Regions from separate parts of the Hordeum vulgare genome. Here region 1 is linked to region 2. The links are chromatin contacts, called in public Hi-C maps. All regions are on one chromosome and are shown on one strand. Each heading gives the region's core, a stretch centred on a gene start, on an enhancer-like site or on the middle of the called end of the contact. The rest is flanking DNA. Distances are from core to core; before and after follow the strand shown.

Evidence for each region. A called contact is a pair of places that touch in the nucleus more often than the background predicts.
Region 1: a contact with region 2 is called in a Hi-C map of leaf, with 3 times the contacts expected there. The contact joins the promoter of LOC123407624 here to the promoter of LOC123411823 in region 2. A contact is called at or near these places in 3 of 6 Hi-C or Micro-C datasets (leaf and seedling).

The regions. Positions count from the first base shown.
Region 1 is chr7H:163,113,978-163,117,967 of MorexV3_pseudomolecules_assembly, forward strand. LOC123407624 (chloride channel protein CLC-f) reads left to right here and starts at 1,656. Exons shown (of 10, transcript XM_045100791.1): 1 at 1,656-2,178; 2 at 3,370-3,772. The coding sequence starts at 1,855.
Region 2 is chr7H:162,334,383-162,338,841 of MorexV3_pseudomolecules_assembly, forward strand. LOC123411823 (tricin synthase 2-like) reads right to left here and starts at 2,823. Exons shown (of 3, transcript XM_045104779.1): 1 at 2,596-2,823; 2 at 2,427-2,506; 3 at 1,651-2,309. The coding sequence starts at 2,691. The coding sequence ends at 1,742.

The sequences.
Region 1 (3,990 bases), core at 406-2,905, 780 kb after region 2:
CTCCATCCACTCCACTTGCTGTTACATCTCATCTTTACTTGATGCAAGCTTATATTGTCTTCCTATTGCATGCTTGCTATTGTTGCTGTTGAGCTCATCACATAGGTTGTCCGCCTAATTGCATATCTAGACAACCTATTTTCTTGTCTAGCCCAACTTATTAAAGAAGTGAAAAAATTAGTCACCTAATCACGCCCCTCTAGTCGACCATAGCAATCCTTTCAAGCAACAATCATACCATGAGTTGTGTCTATGTTAGTATTTGCACCTCCGGTAAAAGTATTTTTCATTGCTTTGGAGCCAGTTGTGGCTAAAAGAAGCATGAAATTCAAGCTGCAACTTATGCGCGGTTTTATGGACGGGCTTCGATTTTGGGTTCCGTGGCACTAGCTAAAATTGGGCTGTTTGTTTGGCCTCCAACTTCTAATGAGTAGAAGGCAAATAAGCCACTGAAAATAGCCCACACAAACATACCCTTAGGTTAGGTCATGTTCATGCCCACTTCAACTCCGTACATGAGGACGGCTCACTCTTGCGCCATGAGAAAAAAATAGATCAACATCGTGCTATTGGGTAACAATGCACAAATAAAATTGTGGTTCACTATCTCGGTTCATGTCCATATTGTATAGTCTATTCCTCGGTTGAATGAGAGTTAGTTGTATGTGATCTTTTTTTACTTTTCCAAGAAAAAGCTAAAACTTTGGCCTCCGCATCATAGTACGTGAAAAAACTTATGTCATTACAGGTTCATGTTGGAAAATATTTTATTGTGGTTATGGAAATTTTCACACACAAAGCACGTATTTGTTAGTAAAAAATCTTTTTCTAATGAAATAAAAATGCACTATGCATTTTGAAACTGAGAAAGTGGAGTATCTATTAGGAGAAATTCACTTTGGGACATAGGTGTAGATACACCAATTGTCTAAATACACATTTAAAAATATTTATTTTTTTAAATAAAATCTCGCGTGTACATCTGAACATTATATGTTCATGCACAAAGTTTCAGCGAAAATGATATTTTGTGTGGCTTGTGTAAAAGAAGACAATTTTTGATGCTTGATTATAACTATTCATGAGGCATTTTTATCTTTTTTTATACATGCCAAAAAAATGTTCCTTGTTTTGCAAAAAAATGTGTGTGCATAGAATGTCCGGATGTACATCCGAAATTATTGTTTAGATTTTTTTTAACAGTTTGAAATGTGTTTTCATAGTATGTGTATCTGTACCTATGAGCCAAAACATTACCTCATCCATTACTCTCTCTGTAAATAAATAATGCTCTACAAACGCACTTAAGACATTGTATTGACAACATAGTTTTATCTTAAGTTTTGCATATAATTTAAAATGACAAAAATAATAATATCTACAATAGGTTATCTCTTAGCCTTATCATCAATAATTAGTTATTCCTAAAAAGGCGATGAGACATATTGTACTAAAAGATCACCTCTTGTACTATCTTAAATAAGAGAAGACAAACTTTTTTTATAAGTCTCTTTTTCACCTTATCATTTTTCTTACGGGACACTTCTAAGATAACAACATTCATGCATTTATATTTCGAGAGTACTCCATATTTGTCTAAAAAAAATCCTATTACTCCGTACCTGTAAATAGAGCCTCTGGCCAGGTGTAACATGGAAAACAAACACGCGCACTTCCCTTTCCTTCCTCCTAACGTCCGCCCACACACCTCCCCCTCTGCCCGCCTCGCCATCGCCCAACCGCCGACGAGATCGCCCGCCACAAATCCCCTAGATCCACCGCGGGCCAGCGAGCCGGTGAACCTAGTTTTGATGCGATTGCGCTAAGCTCGCGCTCCTGTCCCGCCCGCGCGCCATGGCGCACAGCGACCTCGAGCCGCTGCGCTCTGGCGCCGCCGCGCTGCCGTCCTCCTCCGACCCTGACTCGCCATCGACCCCGCGAAGGAACCGCGTGCGCGAGCTGCTGCGGAACCTGGACCGCCGGCTCTCGAGCAGGGGGCGACATAACCACGTCGACAGCGGCCCGGCGTCCCCCACGGCGGCGGGGGAGGCGGGGGCGCCCAGGAGGGAGGAGAGTGACGAGCTCGGCGACGGCGCGCCGCCCGAGTGGGCGCTGCTGCTCGTCGGGTGCCTCCTCGGGCTTGCCACCGGCATCTGCGTCGCCGCGTTTAACCGCGGGGTAAGTAAGAGATCTGCGTGGAGAAAAAAATGCGTCATTTATCAGTCCTTTTAAACCGCTGCTTTTGGGTAAAGTAGTATTCTGCCGAGATCTCTATGCTTGACAAGTACAGGGTCTGTGAAATCTACTCTGATCTTTCTATGGTGATGATTGTTTTCGTGGGACTGTTGATATGAGATAGATGGGTTGTGGGGGATTTCAAACACTCTGGACTATGGATGCGGGTATACATTTACGTGCATTGTAGTTCTGCAGCACACTCCTGTATGAGGCAACACAGTGGTGAGGAAGAAACTTACAGTCTCATCTGTGGGAAAAGTGATAGATCATATGAATTTGTGTGCTTCTCAGGGTGTCATATCGGATATGCTGGTGTTGCTTGGTTGTCTTCACATGGAACATGATGATACGGAGAATTGGTGATAGCTGGTGCATTATGGTCTCTGCCAGTTAGAGTATTCGTTTTAATGTATGCCTTGTGAAGCTATGGGGTGAGCAAGGGCCAAGGAGTTTTGTGTGCAGTATGTTAACCTGATGATGACTTGCCGGTTTGATAAGGTTTTGTGCTATTTAATTTATTGCTGCTGATTCTGGTGTTCTGATTGTGTTAGTGATTTGCCTTGATGAAGATCAGATAGTGGCCTACCTGAGTTATATGAAACCTATTCGAGATTTATCAAACTGCATGGGAAATAGAAAGGTCCTCCTTCTGATGTGTTTGGGTGTTCTGCCTGTGTATCTACCTTGCAACTGCTATGTGTTCGCAGAGCTTATGCCCTGTTTTACTCTCATTTTTTTTAAACGTTTGCTTTGTGGAGCTTTTGGGTGGGGGTTGCCTTGGGGAGTATTTTGGGCGTTATTTCAGGTCTTAAATAGACTAAGGCCATCTCCATGTTAAGATACTTCTATGTTCTCACACTGTAATTGTTGAGCTGTGTGGAGCTCACCTCTACTAATTAATTTTCACTACATGGTGAGCTTCAAATCCTTGTGTAGTTTTATGTTTGGTGTTTCTCTGTGTTTTTAACTTATCAATTCTTTAGATCTAATAGGATAGGCTTTGCTTAGGAAGATCATAGTCATTAAGCAGGAGCTATTCAATCATTTAATTGTTTATTGTTTGAACTAAAAGGTTGATTTTTAATCTTTACTGTTCAGCTGTTTGAAAAACACTTGCCTTACCCTTTTCAGGTGCATGTCATACATGAATGGGCATGGGCAGGCACACCCACCGAGGGTGCTGCTTGGCTTCGCCTGCAGAGGCTTGCTGATACTTGGCATAGGATATTGTTAATTCCAGTGACTGGTGGAGTTGTTGTTGGTATGATGCATGGGTTGCTGGAGATATTTGAGCAGATAAAGCTATCTATGTCATCTCAAAGGGAAGGTATCGATTTCATGAGTGCGATTTTTCCTGCAATCAAGGCCATCCAAGCTGCAATTACTTTAGGGACGGGATGTTCGTTGGGTCCTGAAGGGCCTAGTGTTGATATTGGTAAATCTTGTGCAATTGGGTGCGCTGAAATGATGGAGAACAACAGGGAACGAAGGATTGCTCTTATCGCAGCCGGATCAGCTGCTGGAATTGCTTCAGGTATACCTAAGTAACTACTTTTGTTTTGAACATAGTTTTAAATAGCGGGCTATGGCAAATAGCGGCGGACCTCTAAATCAGCTATAGCGGGCTATATCGGTCTATTTGTACATGATAGCCTTTAGCGGCACCTTGCTGAAAAGGCTATAGCAAGGCTAACTATGGTTTTTAATTAATGATAGCTTACCAGGGTTGCTGCCTGGTAGTATACCTAAGTA
Region 2 (4,459 bases), core at 1,573-4,072:
CGGTGCGTTTATAATTCTGTCAATTGCTGAGCTATAATTTGTTTACCCAACATAGTTGTTTATCCTCTTTTGGGAGAGAGACATCACTAATGAATATCATGGTACTCTGGTCCATATTACCACCATTGTTTACACCTCCACCATTTACTGTTTTTATTTACTTTTCGGTTGCAATCACTATCGCTATTCCCGCTTGTGTTTTGATCGTTTGCAAACGACAAGGCCGGAGAGATTGACAACCTCTCTGAACTCGTTGAGAGCAAAGTTATTTGTTGTGTGTGCAGGTCCACGTCTTGTGCTAGCGTCAGAGCAGCGGACACCTACTTGTTGATCATCGGAGTCCTCCTGGTTCGATAAACCTTAGAGTCCCCTTGTAAGGGAAATCTGATGTTGACTACATCTCCACCTTCCACTTGGGGTAACCAACGAGGGACGAGAAGTATATCCACCAACTCGTCATCAGCAGTTCATCTGATTCTTCGTCCTCGTACTTCCACTGTTTACCTCTCGTCTTTCGCCGGCAATGCTGTAGCCATTCCACTTCCCCAACCGGTTTCGTCCCCGGTGGTGGTGGGATCGGGCTAGGCTCGAAGAAGGCGAAGATGACTCGATTGCTTTTCATTTTTATTGTCTCGGGTTCTATCTGCAAAATGTCTGGCCTGGGTTGTAATTTTTTATTTTCTATTGGGCCTTTATGTAAGATGTTGTATGCTTATTAATATAAGTCTGGGTCCTTCGGGACCTTTTTTGTGTTAAAAAACAATGTAGTGGATCTGAATCATCACAACCTTGGGAAGGAGCTCCCTTTGCTTCTTCCTTCAATCTTTCTATTCTTTTTTTTCTCACTTGGGTTTCTCTCTTCTTTTTCAATAAAGGCTGAACTGATTTTTATCACTCTAGATGGTTGTTGTTCGATAAGGATAAAGCATCCCCATCCACTCACGTACAAAGACCAAAATAACCCTAGGTCATAACTTTAATGGATAGTGGGCTTCTCCACCTCTTTTGTGCTGCTTAAAAGGCCTCAATTGGTCATCTTCTCACTGCTCACATGAGAAGGATATCCCAACAAATTGTTTGACACTTGATGTCAATGTGTTTTGTACCATCACTTGACTTGTTGTTACTCGTATAGGAAACGGCATGTTTATTATCATAATACAATAAAATTGATTTAGATATGCTATCAACCATTTTAAACCTGGAAATAAAATTCTTTAGCCATAGTGTTTGTCCGGTGGCCTCAAAACATGCTACAAATAATGCTTGCAACGCAGCAGTTAAGCTTGTTTGGAGCCTTTTCACCATATGTCTCCTTTCACGAGTGTGAATATATAACCTGATGTGGGTTTCTTACCACTCACACAGCCGGCAAAATCAAAATCTGAATAATCAATAAATTTTATGTTCCTAGGATATAACGCAAATATTTCTATATCATATTTTTATTTTTATACTGGAAGATAAGCCGGAGAGATGCTCACTAGAAGAAAATGTCGGTTGCAGTGTTCTTTGACGATGAGAACAAAAGTTGTTGGAGTGGGTATGTTTTATCCAACTTCTCTATCGTATTTTGATTTTTATACATCCAACTTTTGCATTAGTAGATAATTTATTTGAAAAGGGGAGCGGGTAGAGATGCTCACTATATATCGAACAAGAAGTCCCGTATTTATTTTATTTCGTTTCACACATTTGACGCACGACCAGCTAGCTGCTGCACACGGCCGGTCCATGCGAATCAAACGACGCGGCGGCAGAGCGTGATACCGTCGGCGATAGGGAGCTGCACGGGCTCCACGCGCGCGTCGGCGGCGATCATGGCGTTGAACCCCCTGATGGAGTCCCGTTTCTTGCGGTCCTCCTCCGTGAGCGGCGTGTCGTCGGGCATGGACACAGTGCCGCCCCAGAGCGTGTTGTCGTAGGCGAGCACGCCGCCGACGCGCACGAGCCGCAGCAGCTGCTCGTGGTAGCTGCCGTAGTTGTACTTGTCGGCGTCCACGAAGGCGAAGTCGAAGCTCCCCTCGTCCTCGTCGGCGATGAGCTTGTCGAGGATGGGGCCGGCGGGGCCCTCGCGGAAGTCGACCTTGTGCGCGACGCCGGCCTTCTTGATGACGGGGAGGCCGAGGTCGAAGTACTCCCTACTGACGTCGATGGCGATGATCCTGCCGTCGTCCGGGATGGCCAGCGCCGTGGTCAGGACGGAGCAACCGGTGTAGACCCCCACCTCGATGGTCCTCTTGGCGCCCATCACCTTGAGCAGCAGCGACAGCAGCAGCCCCTCGTCCGGCGGCGACGACATGAACCCGCTACAGCAAGAACAAACAAACACCCCAGTCAACCCACCATGACCTGCAGTCCTTCTAGAACACATAGCATGATCTGCAGTTCTAGGGGAGGCAAGAGAAGGGAGCGGAATCGCGTACAATATGTGCTCACTGGTGATCTGTCGGAGCTCGCGCATGAACTCGTTCTCCCGCGGGTACACCATCGTCTTCAGCATGTACTGCAAAATGAAAAACAAGACACGCTCAGCAGCTAAAATTCAGGGACGAGCGTGGAAGACACAGGGAGAGAGACGATCCGCGTACGTACGTCGTAGAGGGCGTCGCTCTTGAGGAGTGTCTTGGTGGTCTCGCTGCTGTGGACTTCCCTGACCTCGCCGGCGCTCCCGTTGGAAGCCATGTCCATGCCGCTGCGAATGAGGCAAGCACCGCGCACTACTCACACTGTTCTGTGAATGAGTGGAATGCGCACACGCTCACACACGCACCCACGAGAGGAAGAGGAGTAAAGCCGGGGATGCTGCCGCGTTGCCGAGCACGGCCATTTATTTATGCTTGGGTGCGCCTGGCTGACGACCGGGGTCGGTGACGGTGCCGGGTGCGGGGCAGCTGCGGGTGAGGGTCTCGGTGGCGCAGAGAATCTTGATCAGTTGCAAGATGCGATGCAGTGGGCAGTGGCGTCATCGACTCGCTACGCAACGAACGCTAGCCGTGCTGGTGCTCCATGCCAAGCGTGTGCGCAGTGGCGACGGTGCGTGTGACGCGATTGCAGTGATTCAGATCATTTCTTTTTCTTTTATTTGGGCCTGCAAACTGATCGATTGTCTCCTATCGGCGGGAACGGCCTGCCAGATGGGCCGCGTGCGTCTGATCTATAGTCTCGCCCACATGGCCGGCTTCCCTTTCTGTTTGTTTACTGTTGCTTGCTTAGCTTGAGATGGCAACTGCAAGAGATGCTCTAATAATGGAGTTCGATAGACGGATACATACAACAACAAAAGTTGTCTTCAAGAAGACTGTCGCTTGCTTGACCGGCTAACTTCGGAATGTAGATTCGGATGGTATACTCGATAGAAACGGGTGTTTGGGAAGAAAAGGTATGGTCCGATGTAAAAAGTCAAAAGTTAAAGTAAAAAATAGAAAATGTATATGTGCCGAGGTTTTTATTTTCTTTTCTTTGATGAGGCACATTATGAGCATTTACAGTCGGACGTGTCCGGTCATATTCGTGGGCGGTCCCTTATAAATCACTCTACACATCCATATACCTTATATCCGTACTCTCAAGAAAACATATCATTGTCGAACGTAAATAACAAATGTTGGTATCGAACATAAATAGTGTTTACATAAATTTATATGATATGCACAATTAATCATCTGTTCTTTATGCCCCCCCCCCATCCACCAGTTCATTTAGTAGTTGTCCGTGCACCTGATGATATCGGAGATTCTGATGCATCTTCAGAAAGTTTATAAGTTGATCTGCATCTTGATCTTTGGGGATTTTAACTTGTCCGCCATGTGTTTTAAAATTATTGGTTTCGGCTACACCATCACCTTCATCCTCGATAATCATATTGTGTAAAATAACACAACATGTCATCAGCTGCTATAAGGTTTTTGATTCCCACATCAGTGCAGCCCTTCGGACAATTCCTCAACGAGTTTACAGCACTGTGAATGCCCTCTCCACATTCTTCCTAGATGCTTCTTGCATGGTTGCGAAGTACTTTTGTTTTCAGCTATGTGGTTTGGATATGGTCGTCACAAATGCAACCTACTGAGGTTATATGACACCGACAAGATAATATCCCATTTTATAGTCTCGACCGTTGACGGTGTAGTTGCACGGGGGTGATTCTCCGTTGCAAAGCCTCCTGAACACCAGAGATCGTTGAAGCATGTTGATGTCGTTGTGAGAACCCGACATTCCAAAGAAAGCGTGTCAAATTTATAAGTCATGTGATGCCACCACTTCTAGTATGATGGTGGCATCTTTGTTGTGACCTTGATACATTCCTCGCAAACCTTTGGGTAGTTCTTTCACTGTCAATGCATGCAATCAATTGATCCGAGCATTCCTAGAAACCCTCTAGCCTCTCTAATAGCCAAAAACTTCTTAGTGTCCTGCAAATTTAGTTCTCTCGGATACTCTGCTCCAAACACCTCGA